Regions from separate parts of the Mus musculus genome. Here all the other regions are linked to region 1. A link is a contact called in public HiChIP or PLAC-seq and promoter capture Hi-C data. All regions are on one chromosome and are shown on one strand. The core of a region is the stretch at or near the end of the contact, and the rest is flanking DNA. Distances in the headings are between cores, read along the strand shown. Region 1 holds the start of Ccp110 (centriolar coiled coil protein 110). Region 2 overlaps Gprc5b (G protein-coupled receptor, family C, group 5, member B). Region 3 overlaps Smg1 (SMG1 homolog, phosphatidylinositol 3-kinase-related kinase (C. elegans)).

Region 1 (3,652 bases), core at 556-3,055:
TATAGCCCTGGCTGTCCTGGAACCCACTCTGTAGACCAGGCTGGCCTCGAACTCAGAAATCTGTCTGCCTCTGCCTCCCAAGTGCTGGGATTAAAGGCATGCGCCACCACTGCCGGGTGTATTCTCAGTTTTTAATCCCTGTGCCTGCAGAGCAGGTTAAGCAAATGTTTGTTCCTTCCCCACCTGCTCAAAAAGAAAAGGCAAGATGCCTTGGCAAAGGTCACATAGCCTTGACCTTTTCAATGTCAACTGCGTTAGTTTCTAGTGTGGCTTTTTGCATAATAAAGAGCTGGGGTAGAAGGACTGACAGAGGCAAAAGACATGGAAGTAGAGCAGAGAACTATAATAGCAGAGAACTTGGCTTGAGTTAGATGTGCTAACCGAGAGACTGCCCCAGCAAACAAGCCAACATCCTTATACTATACACAGGTCTCCAAGTCTTTATTATTAAGTTATAAGTGGAACCCCCACCCCAAAGCCCCACATTACATTGTCCTCAAGATTAACAGAACATGTCTGGACCTTGGACTCCATTTCAGGGCTCACTCACTGCTATGGGGCACTCTTGTCTCTGTCAGCTTTGTCCCTCACACCATGGTCCCCTCATGCCACCCTTCTTGAGGCACTGCCTCTGTTAAAGCCTTTGCCTGAGAGCCCATTCTCTGCGTCCCAGTGTTTCACTGGGATAGTGCTAGTGGGACAGATCTCACCTCTTGATACCCATCATCCCATGATTCCTCTGCCTCCAGCTCTTAGCCTACCTTTTTATTTTTATTTTTTGGCATGAGTGTATATATATATATATATATATATATATATATATATATATATATATACACACATGTACATATGTATAGGGAGACCAGAGATATCCATCTCTGTTGGGTATCTTTTTCAGTCAATTTCCACCCTAATTTTTGAGGATCTCATTGAAACTGGCTAGAATGGCCGGCCTGAGATCGCCAGGGAGTTCCTATTTCTATATCCCCAGGACTGGCAATTATAATTTTTAGCCAGGACTCAGAGCCTTTTTAGGGGAGTGTTCAGGCTCTGAACTCAGGTCCTCATGCTTGAGTGGCAAATGCTTTAGTGACTGAGCATCTCTCTAGATGACCCTTTCCTCCTATTAGAGATTTTTGTACCAGGTGCAGTATAAGAGTTTTCTCTGTTATGCCTCACAACCACTCTTGGTAGGCTCTTTAAAATTCCCACTATACATAAACAAAAATAAGCACCAGGAGGACGGCAAAGCCCAGTTATAGAATGGAAATGGTGTCATTAAATCAAAAAAGCTCTTAGTGAGTAATTTAGGTAAGAACTGATAAAAAATATTGGTGGATTTTTTTTTTTTGCCAACTTGAAGTTATCTTTTCCTCTGTATATTCCCCGCAACTGATCTGCAAAGAAGTGCAAATATATTAAAGCCTTGAGTTGGTGTCTGCGATTCAGCCACATTTTTCATTTATAGGGAAAACATGGGTGAATGTTGTACATTTTCCATCGACCAAACAGGAGACTATCTCTATACAGACAGACAGACGGACGGACGGACGGACAGACAGACAAACAAAAATACCCGACAACTTCCCAGGAACACTTTTGGGGTTTAAGGCCCTGAGGAGACTTTCTATGGTAATTTATAGTCAAAGCCCTTAGTTTGCAGTGAAGACTACTCTTCCCAGCGTGCATCTCGATTGCGTAAAGCTCATGTAAGCGCTTGCTGATGACCGCAGTGCACTTTGGGAATTGTAGTCTATGGAGGCCCAACCGCTTCAACTGCCCGCCAAACAGCCACCGGAAGTACCGGCCCTGAGGGGTGGAGTTGAGCTGGTGGCGGCGGCAGCGGTTGCCAGGATCCCGCGTTGCCGCCTGAGGGACCCGTAATATGGCGGGGAGGAGGAGGAGGAGAAGGCGGAGGACCTAGATGCGCTCTGTCTAAACCGACTGAGGCCTTTGCTTACAGAGGAGGCTGGTCCACGGGCAGAGAAGCTGACCGGGCAGTAGGTGTCAGGTGTGTGCAAGAGGACTGGGTTCGTTTTCCTACGGGTCTAGGCTGAGGTGAGACCCGGCATTGGTGTCCCGAGGGACAGAAGGCCGGCGTTCCGGACCCGGTTTGGCTTCCCTCGGTCACGAGCCCTTGAAGGCATCGGGAATGGGGAGGCGGGAGTTGAGGACCGGGGTCAGGGGGACTTGGAGGGGATGCTTGGATGCTGGCTCCGCCCAGTGAAGCATCCTGCGCTGAAGAGTAGGCACTTCATGGTGACTTCAGTTTGGTGTCGGAGGTAGTGTAGGAGGAGATGGAGGCGTCCCCCGGGGTGTGCACTGGCCATTTCTAAATACTGGTTACCGCAACCAAAGGCCCATAGGAGCGCTGTTTACACCAGCTTTGCCACTCTGGGGCATCTGCAGGATAATGTAGCTGGTTCTCTCAGACACCCATGATGCTGTTAAGTGGTTCCTACCTTAAGAGATGGATTTGGATGAGAAAGCCCTTTCTCATGTTTTCAAGTCACATTTGAGTCTCAGGAAGAACCAAAAATTGTCTCTTCTCCAAGAGTTCACACGGAGGTGATAAAAACACCATTATATCCTCCGTTTGGAAGCAGCTTCCACTTACTGATGCTTCTATTTGTCCTACATACAGTCCTGCGATTGCTGTCTGTGCCTTAGCTCATTGTTTTCTCATAAAATCGCCTTGAGACAGAGCCCCACTTTATAGATGGTGGGGTCCAGGGATATTAGCCTACCATGAATGTACGAACAGCTAGTATGTCCTTAAACAGCATATCTTTCTCCCTTTACAGACTCTGTAGGAAGTTTATGTGTTTGTGGAAAAACTTAGTGGTAAGCAGCCAGCCTTGGAAGCTGTGTTACCTTCGCCTTTCCTTTCAGTGACATTTCTGAGTACAGGTTATGAATAAGTAGATAGGAGCCATGAGGCTATAGGGTTTGCCAAGAGACTTCCTGGACAAAGGTCACTTGTAATTAGGTAGAAATGGAGTAGAAAAGGCATGCCTGGACCTGCTGAGGCTGGTGTGAATGTAAGTGGACCATGGACCAGTAATGCCTGATGCTAAAGTATGGGGTGGTAGGTTTGAGGTTGGGATCACCTTGTCATCAAGACTCCCTTAAAATAAACCTTGCTTGCAAGTGGTAACTGGTGTGAGAAATGTAGTGCCCTCTTGCACAATTGTAGAATCCCGGACTCTCTTTTTAATGACTACTTTTGCAATTGAGAGGTACCTAGTTCTCTGGGAATAGGGTTGTTCTCCAAGTTGCCATTCTCAGAATTCTCTTCATTCTGCTAGTCTTGCTTTACATTGCTTGATCTATTTGCCCTAATTAATTTATTCAATAATTGTCTGAAGTGCCTACCACGTGCTGACACCATTGTGTGTCATGGCGAACCAGTGAGCAAGACTGAGAAGGTACCTGTTCTTATGGAGTTTACGTTTTGGTGGAAGAAGATACACAAAACCCCAGGAAATAAACGAGATCATTTCAGATAGTGGTAAGTACTCTGGAAGCTGGGAAACATCAAGGTGATGTGCTAGTGATTGAGGTAGGGGAATTAGGATGGGCTGAAACTGAAGGTTAGGAAGGTCCAGTCATGCGCTGGATCTTCTGGAGCGTTCTCCAGTCTCACATGAGC
Region 2 (4,096 bases), core at 1,194-3,693, 260 kb after region 1:
GGAGGGTGAGGGTGGGCTAGGGTTGGGGGAAGGCATGGAGGAGCACCTGCAAGAGGAAGGAGGAGGGATATTTCTATCACTCTGTAGGGGAGGTTGGGGTAGGTGGGGTGCTTGGTAGAGCAAGAGGCCCACAGAAGGAACAACGGTTGGTCACCTCTGTCTACATGTGATGGTCACTTCAAAGTCCAGAGTACCTTCTCTTCTTTGGCACGTTCTATGGTTCCTCCATTCCTACTGGCTACACAGCTCCCTGACCATCCAGCTGGGCCTTGAGAATCATAGCCACAACCTCTTAAAGTCTCCTGAACTGCATGGGCCACCAGGCAAGCAAAAGCCAGGGAGAATGATCCATGAGTTAACCTCAAGGGCACAGTTCTCTCCAAAAGATGGCTCTGGGGACCAGCATTTGGTGAGGAGGGTGGGGGTGACAGGCTGGCTCCAACCCCTCACATAATAAGCCAAGATAGTCTGGTACAGCAGCTGTGACTTCTTCTCTGTCCTGCCCCCTGCTGAATGACTCAGTTTCCCAGCCACGCTTCTGAGTGAGTCTAAGACTATTGGCAGTTAGCTCTGATTTAGTTTGCAGGACGATTCCGTGTTTGCATGTGTGGCAGGGGAGGGGAGGGCGGTCACTGTTAGCTTTCCAGTTCATCCATATGTCACATTTACACGAAATCCCCTTGGTGGGACTTCTCAGATCTCCTGGCTTCCGGGTGGCCTGTCTCTGCCATGGTTAGTGATTTCGCCCTCAAGAAAGACACAGCCAGGGAATAAAATCGGTAAGAAATATTCTTATTCTCTGGAACTTAAGGTCTTTCACCAATGGTGTCTTCCCGTGTGAGATGGCGGAGCAGTTGGGATCTGGAATTACATAAGGACAGGACTGAGAACTCTGCAAAGTCATCGTTAGGAACTGATGCGTCAATCTCCCTATTCCTGCCTGTGGGGGGCTGTGTCCTCCCAGAAATGTACTGGAGGGTCATGTCCCCCACCTGACGGGACATCCAACTCGCTCAGAAACTCAGTACTTTGAAGAGAGGGGGACCCCTTGGGCAGGCTAGGCATGTGTCCTAACACTGAGCTTCACCCTGAGTCCCTAGAGCATCACTTGGTCAGGCCTCTGTCCTCTTCCCTACACTGGCCTTGAAGGAACCAGGAGGACTTAGGAATGACGGACAGGCTGTGTTGATTACGGCACATGGGCTGACCCCTCTGGAGATCAGTGGTCACAAGTCAAGTCAGGCTTTTCTTGGCCCCAGGACAAAGAAACAGCCCAGGAGGTGATAGGAAGATTTAAGAACACAAATCTGTGTTTCTATTTGTCTTATAGCTTGTTTGTTTCTATTTGTCTTATAGCTTGATCAAAGCAAAGTGAATCAGAGCCTAGCAGGGCCTTCCTTCACAGGGCAGAAAAACCAAAATTCCCTTCCTTTCCTCCAGGGATCAAAGACCATCCCTGATGGTCTATTAAAAAAAAAAAAAAAGCCAGATTGATTTATGGAATTGGCACAAAATAAAGAATGAAAATCAAATGTGTACATGTGAACCGGCTCATGCATTGTTTCTGAGAAGCACAGAGCTATGTCTGGAAGGTGGATGTAGGAATGAGAGCCTCTTTGGATTTTGCTGGAATGAAGCAAAGTCATTCCAACGGAGGCAAAAAGCCAAAGGTAACACTTTCTGCTGCAGGCCTGTTTGGCGACAGATAAGTACAGCTGCTTTGGTGTGTGAGGGACTCAACTTCAACTTCCCTTAGGGAAGGGGGACCTGGTACCCAGCTTGGTGGTGGTGGTGGGGGTAGGTTCTGGATGGAGTAGGGACCAGGGGGCTTGAGCCTCCTGATGGATGTTAGCAAGGCTGAGAGCACCCTCACAGAAATCTTTTCCTTAGAGTCACCTTTCTGGGACAGGGTTGGGGGAGCTGTGCTTATGGAGGAAAATTCATCAGGTGAAGAGCCTCGAGCAGTAGGTAGGCATCTATAGATGGCTTTCTGAGTATGGGTGAGTTTTCCTTATGACAAGGGGGACAGACAAAAAATGGAAGGCGTGCATGCATGGAGCTGCAGTGAGCAGCCCAGAGAAGCAGCCTCCAGGTGTACCCAGCTGAAGCTGCCCCACACGGGACGGACGCGCTCAGGCCTCCTGCCCAGACATCAGATTTTGATACTTACAGTCCCTCCATTGAGCACGACGGCCATCTCGGTCGGCTGATACACATTGCTTCTGAACGGTGCACTGGGCCGGTTTCCCAAGCTGCTGGGCTTCTTTCCCAGGCTGCTAGATCTTTGCTCCAAGCTTCCATTGGAAAAGCCCACTGCTGATCGGAGAGCTGAGGACGGAGTTCCCGGGATGACAACACCAGTGAGAGTGTGGGGGAGAGGATGGGGGAGGGGAACAGAGGGATAAGGGGGAGGGAGAGAGGAAGGAAGAGAATTTTGTTTTTCTGAAGCAACCAGCTCCTCCCCTCTGGGTACCTCTATCCACCCACCACAGTGGCTCCTCCCCTTTGTCACAAGCCTGATTCAAAACAAAAGTCACAAAGGGGCTTTGTTCTCAGTTCTCTAGGAGACTGATCCAGCTTCAGAAGGGTTGGGAACTTTCTGAAGTCCTGCTCTCCCCAAACAGCTACAGCCAGGCTGGGTGACAGTCACCTCTGGGCTGTCAGGACTCTTTGGATAAGAGTCTTTACCTCACTGTAGAACAGTACAGGTCTGTATTTACCATATCAGTCAAAAGCCACCACTATTTCTGGATGCTGCAGAGCTGGCGACTGCATGTACAGGACAGTGACTGTCAACACTGGAAAATTACTCTCTTGTTTGGGTTATTCCCAAAAGAGTAATAGAAGGTCCGAAGCAATGATGGCCAAATGGGTGAACACTCTACCTCTGAACGTAGGCACAGGTGTTCTGAGTTACTGTCCTTTTAAAGACACCATCTAAGGTCGGCCACACTGGCCCTAGTTAGATTCCTGGTCCTCCTGTTGCTGCATGCCAAATGTTGGGGTCCACATGGAGCTATTTAGTGTACTCTGTGTCATGGTGTGTGTGTGTGCACACCTATCCGCCCGCATGTCTGTCTGTGTGTGTCTATTGTCTCTGTCTCTCTGAGAGTGTGTGTGCGCACGCGCAGATGCAGAAGCCAAAAAAGGGTGTTGGAGCTGCCAAGCTGCCCGATGTGGATACTGGGAACGAACTCAGATCCTCAGAAGAACATCAATCCTCTTAACAGCTCTGCAGCCCCTCCCTTGGTTCTAGACGGTGCCTCACTGCCTAGGCTGGCTGGACAGGGAATCTCAGGGACCCACCAGTCTCTGCCTCCCAGCTCCAGACTCACAAGTGAGCATCACACTGGTTCTGGGGATAAAACGCCGGTCCTCATGCTTGAACAACAAGCACTTTACCAACTGAGCTGTCTCCCCAGGCCTCGGTTTCTGTACTTTTAAGAGATTAAGTTTCTTTTTAAATAAAGAAAAACCAACTTGAAACAACGTAGAAAATTCAAGTACGTGTTTCTGAGTGACAGGAGCCAGCCTATGAGGGCTTCTCGCATCACGCCAAACTAGAATCCAGAAGGTGAAGGCTGTTAGTGGTGGTTGGGTGCTGCCTGGGGCAAGGGGAGCATTTCAGGATGATGAAACTGTTCTGTGTGATACTTCAAGGTGGATACAGGTCACACTGCTTTTGTCAAAACCCACCAAAATGATGCAGTCAAATTAAAATCTGGTCTTTGGCTCCCTGGCAGAGCTTTAGCCTAGCATCCCTGAGGCTTTAGGCTCCACCCTCAGCATCTCATCAGGCGAATGGCGATCTTCACTGTCAGATGACAGTTAACCTGCAGTTTCACTGGAGGAAGCACTAATGTTGCTGGGCTAAAGAAAGGCTTTTAGCTAAAAGTCTTCTCTGAGGGAATACAGGGAGACGTCTCTGAGGGAATACAGGGAGATGTCTCTGAGGGAATACAGGGAGACGTCTTGGGCACTGTGCAGCCCACTACGAGGGAAGAGTCAGAATGACCTTAGAGCTAGGTCTTGAGTAAATCGCATATAGAGGGTTAGTTTTCATAGCATCACAGATGCTTTTTCTTTTTTTCCGAGA
Region 3 (3,898 bases), core at 113-2,612, 490 kb before region 1:
ATACCTGCAAGAGCACATGAACAACACTCCTGTACAAGTAACTGGATTCCTTTCCTTCTAAATATCTAGTAAGGGTCACATATGGAATCCTAGCTCTTAGGAGGTGGAGGTAGGAGGATCAAGAATTGAAGGACAGCCTCACCTACATAGCAATTTGAAGAGCAGACTAGGTCACATGAGACCCTGTCTTGCACATTCCATCTCATCAGTTATTGTCCAGATTCTTTTTTTTAAAGATTATATATATATATATATATATATATATATATATATATATATATATATATATTATATATATATACACACACACACACACACACACACACACATATATATATATATGTATGTATGTATATAAATGAGTACACTGTAGCTGTCTACAGACTCACCAGAAGAGGGCATGAGATCCCATTACAGATGGTTGTGAGCCACCATGTGGTTGCTGGGAACTGAACTCTGGACCTCCGGAAGAGCAGTCAGTGCTCTTAACCACTGAGCCATCTCTCCAGCCCGTCCAGATTCTTCAAAGCCAAGTTCCTAAAAACTTCACCTTACTTTTCAGATCACTGAAACATTCACCCTGAGGCTGGAGAGATGGCTCAGTGGTTAAAAGCACTGAGTTCAAATCCCAGCAACCATGTGGTGGCTTACAACCATTTGTAGTGAGATCTGATGCCCTCTTCTGGTGTGTCAGAAGACAGCTACAGTGCACTTACATATGATTGATTGATTGATTGATTGATTGATTGATAGACAGACAAATAAATCTGTTTAAAAAAAGAAAAAGAAAAACATTCACCCCACTCACCTCTAAGGGCTGCCTTTCAGTACACTTCTCCCTCTCCCTGCCCTCTCCCTCCCTCCCTCCCTGTGTGTGTGTGTGTGTGTGAGAGAGAGAGAGAGAGAGACAGACAGACAGACAGACAGACAGACACATCAGGTAGGAGTTGAGAAGCTGAAAGGGATGAAGAAATGGGTGAGGGGAATGCAGACATCTTGGATAGGTTGGCCACAGAGAGCTCTGTGTGTGTGTGTGTGTGTGTGTGTGTGTGTGTGTGTGTGTGTGTATTTAAAGACAGAATCTCTGTCCTAGAACTTAGATAGACTAGGCTGGCCTCAAACTCAGAGAGATCTGCCTGCCTGTGCCTCCAAGTGCTAAAATTAAAGACATGCACCACCATGTCTGACTTCATTTCACTCTTTTAGCTAAAGCCCCATATCCATTTTTCAGTTTCCAAATGTTCTCTCAATGCTGCTCTGCCTGGTGTCTTGTTTGGTTTGATTCTTTAAAGTGGCTGTAGATACAATGGCTCTGTAATTCAATATAGTCCAAACAACCTCTTTACTTACTTCATCCTGCAACCAATTTAGACTGTGACATAATAGCCTTGCAGAGTTCCTTAATCTTGCTTATGATTTTCTTTACACTAAGATGGCAAAACCACAACCCCAAATAAATCCAATGATCATCTACTCACTCAGAAGCATAACACTGCCAACAAACTACTCAGACCTTCCCATTCTCTTCTGATTCCAAAACATCCTATCTCCAACCCATAGACTCCAACCTTTGCCAAGAAGAGGTATATGGTAACAAATCTACACTCAATCCTGCATCTCCAGCTCCTCTAATTCCTCTCCATTTTTCAGGTACTTACTTACTTTACTTCTCTTCCCAACACAGCTAAATTTCCTAAATATGTGAAATTTCCTAAGTTAATGTCTTTCATTTAAAAGATATGAGTACACACACACTCACAATGCTCCCTGTGGCCAACCTATTCAAGTGTCTGCATTCCCCTCACCCATTTCTTCACCCCTTCCAGCTTCTCAACTCCTACCTGATGTGATTTCTGCTCATGCCTCTGCCCTCCAGGTTGCTAAATCCAAGATCTACTTTCAAGTCTGAAATCTACTCACTCTCTCGGGCTCTCACAGGACTACAAGTAGAGTTGTGAGTTTTGCCTGAAAAATGAGATAGAAAAAAAAATTGAAAACTCCCTCTTTTAAATATCCTTATATTATGGGTTGGAGAAACAGCTTAGCTATGTTTAAGAATTACTGTGCTGTTTTTCCAAAGGACTAAAGTTTGGGTTCCAACATCTGTATCTGACAGCTCAGAATCACCTGAAACTCCAGCTCCAAGAGACCCAATACCCTTTTTGGGCCTCTATAGGCACTATAACAATCATGAAAACACACACACATACACATAAGTTAATTTTTTTTAATTCATAAAACAATACTTACACTCACATCTTGAGGGAATGGAACAATTGATTCTCCTGATCCTCTCACAGGCTCTTTTGCCAAACCACCAATCCTTGCAGACTCTTAAAGGCCTAGCCTTAAACTCTCTGGGAAGCCACCTGATTTGTACTCTCTTTAACCTTTGCTGACATTAATCCTTGCTGACAAAGTATCATCTGCATATCATCAACTTGCACATGTAGGTCTCACTATATATCCATTCTGAGTATCAGGCCTGTGTATTCCACCTTCTCAAGCTAGACACAGGAACACATCTGCAATCCAGCTACTTGGGAAACAGATGCAAGAAGCTAACCTGAACTCAAAAGCTAGATCCAGTCTGGGCAATATAGTAAAACCTTAACTCAAAAATAAAACAAACAAACAAACAAACAAACAAAAACTCTCAATGTTCTAAGACCTCAAACAGAACTGACTCCTTTGTTCCCAGTATCTGCCCACAGAATAAACAGTGCCACCTTCAGGTGTATTCTAATAAAAGGCACTATATGATCTGTCAAACTACATATCTCATCTCCAATACTCAGCTCCACCACCACCACCCTCGTCTCTTCTACACAATGCAAAAAATAATTCTAAGGCACAAAACTAATGTCACTCTCTCATCATCATCATCCTGTATATGTTCCTTTCCAAGTTAACTTATCTATGATCTCAAGTTTTAACTTTTTGGTGTCTAGACAGAATTTAGTTTCTGCCTGCCAAAACAGTATTGTCCTCAGCCCTTGCTCCCTCAGCCTTTCTCATTATCTTCCCAAGCCTCATTCAACTTTCCTTTGCCAAAGTTAGTTTCTCATGTTTCCTTAGAAGCCATCATTTGTGCAGTTTAGAAGGCCTAATGGTTTTTCCCTCAGTTCTTACTAACTGTATGTACTCTACAAAAAAATGTATAAAACATCAGAAGGGCAGAGGCCTGTTAGGTAGGTATCACAATGCCTAGACAGCATATAAAATTACATGTTGACTAAATTAAGTCACTGGGGCTTTTTGTTCAACTTTGCAATTCAGCTGCGATCTAAACTTCCTCTCCAAATCCTTCCAGGAAAATCAACATTTCTGGGCTCAGTAGTAATGCACATGGCACAGAAGGCATGAGAACCTTGGTTCAGTCCCCAACTGTCAAACAAAACAAAGAAGGAAGAATACCAACATTTTCTTGGACCTTTTACAAAAGGGACTGAGAGCTAAAGACTACAAAAAAGGGTTAGGGAGAGTATAGGCACTTGCAGTCAAGCCTGGTGACATTAGTTCAATCAACCTCAGAAGCACGTTAGAAGGAGAAAACCAATTCCTATAAGTTGCCCTCTGAGCTCTACTTCCATACCAGAAGAGGACTCAAGCACTCACACACATCTTTTTTTTTTAATCTTTTTTGTTTGTTTTTTGTTTTTTTGTTTTTGAGACAGGGTTTCTCTGTATAGCCCTGGCTGTCCTGGAACTCATTTTGTAGACCAAGCTGGCCTCAAACTCAGAAATCCGCCTGCCTCTGCCTCCCGAGTGCTGGGACTAAAGGCGTGCGCCACCACGCCCGGCTCACGCACATCTTTTAAAAGATTACAAAAGATATTTCCAATTCAGGATCCTAAGAATCTATAATCTAGATAGGCATGGTGGCACATGACTTAGT

Evidence for each region. Promoter capture Hi-C pulls out the DNA fragments that hold promoters and counts their contacts. HiChIP or PLAC-seq counts read pairs in DNA pulled down with a chosen protein or histone mark.
Region 2: a promoter capture Hi-C map of neural stem cells shows a contact between it and region 1. The contact joins the enhancer-like site here to the promoter of Ccp110 in region 1. A contact is called at or near these places in 1 of 39 promoter capture datasets (neural stem cells), 1 of 484 Hi-C or Micro-C datasets (bone marrow-derived macrophages), 5 of 115 datasets of contacts at active chromatin or transcription factors (bone marrow-derived macrophages, craniofacial prominence, embryonic stem cells and 1 more) and 3 of 9 other capture datasets (adipose tissue, liver and pancreatic islet).
Region 3: a contact with region 1 is called in an H3K4me3 HiChIP or PLAC-seq map of bone marrow-derived macrophages, with 4 times the contacts expected there. The contact joins the enhancer-like site here to the promoter of Ccp110 in region 1. A contact is called at or near these places in 15 of 39 promoter capture datasets (the 3T3-L1 cell line, 3T3-L1-derived adipocytes, the C10 cell line and 10 more), 1 of 484 Hi-C or Micro-C datasets (CD8 T cells), 1 of 115 datasets of contacts at active chromatin or transcription factors (bone marrow-derived macrophages) and 2 of 9 other capture datasets (adipose tissue and pancreatic islet).

The regions. Positions count from the first base shown.
Region 1 is chr7:118,710,738-118,714,389 of GRCm38.p6, forward strand. It overlaps Ccp110 (centriolar coiled coil protein 110), which reads left to right and starts at 1,806. Exons shown (of 15, transcript NM_001360794.1): 1 at 1,806-2,011; 2 at 3,369-3,511.
Region 2 is chr7:118,974,343-118,978,438 of GRCm38.p6, forward strand. It overlaps Gprc5b (G protein-coupled receptor, family C, group 5, member B), which reads right to left. Exons shown (of 4, transcript NM_022420.2): 3 at 2,171-2,328; 4 at 1-861. The coding sequence ends at 817. Among named protein-coding and RNA genes, the nearest start is that of Gm39076, 8.7 kb to the right of the region's middle. Within about 2 kb of position 2,444, at least 121 of the 459 cell types and tissues checked have an H3K27ac peak or open chromatin away from gene starts, as enhancers often do. A contact at or near this core is called in adipose tissue, craniofacial prominence, epiblast stem cells and 1 more, where this site is marked.
Region 3 is chr7:118,221,934-118,225,831 of GRCm38.p6, forward strand. The region is part of intron 1 of Smg1 (SMG1 homolog, phosphatidylinositol 3-kinase-related kinase (C. elegans)); the gene reads right to left. Among named protein-coding and RNA genes, the nearest start is that of Smg1, 20 kb to the right of the region's middle. Within about 2 kb of position 1,363, at least 3 of the 459 cell types and tissues checked have an H3K27ac peak or open chromatin away from gene starts, as enhancers often do. A contact at or near this core is called in bone marrow-derived macrophages, where this site is marked.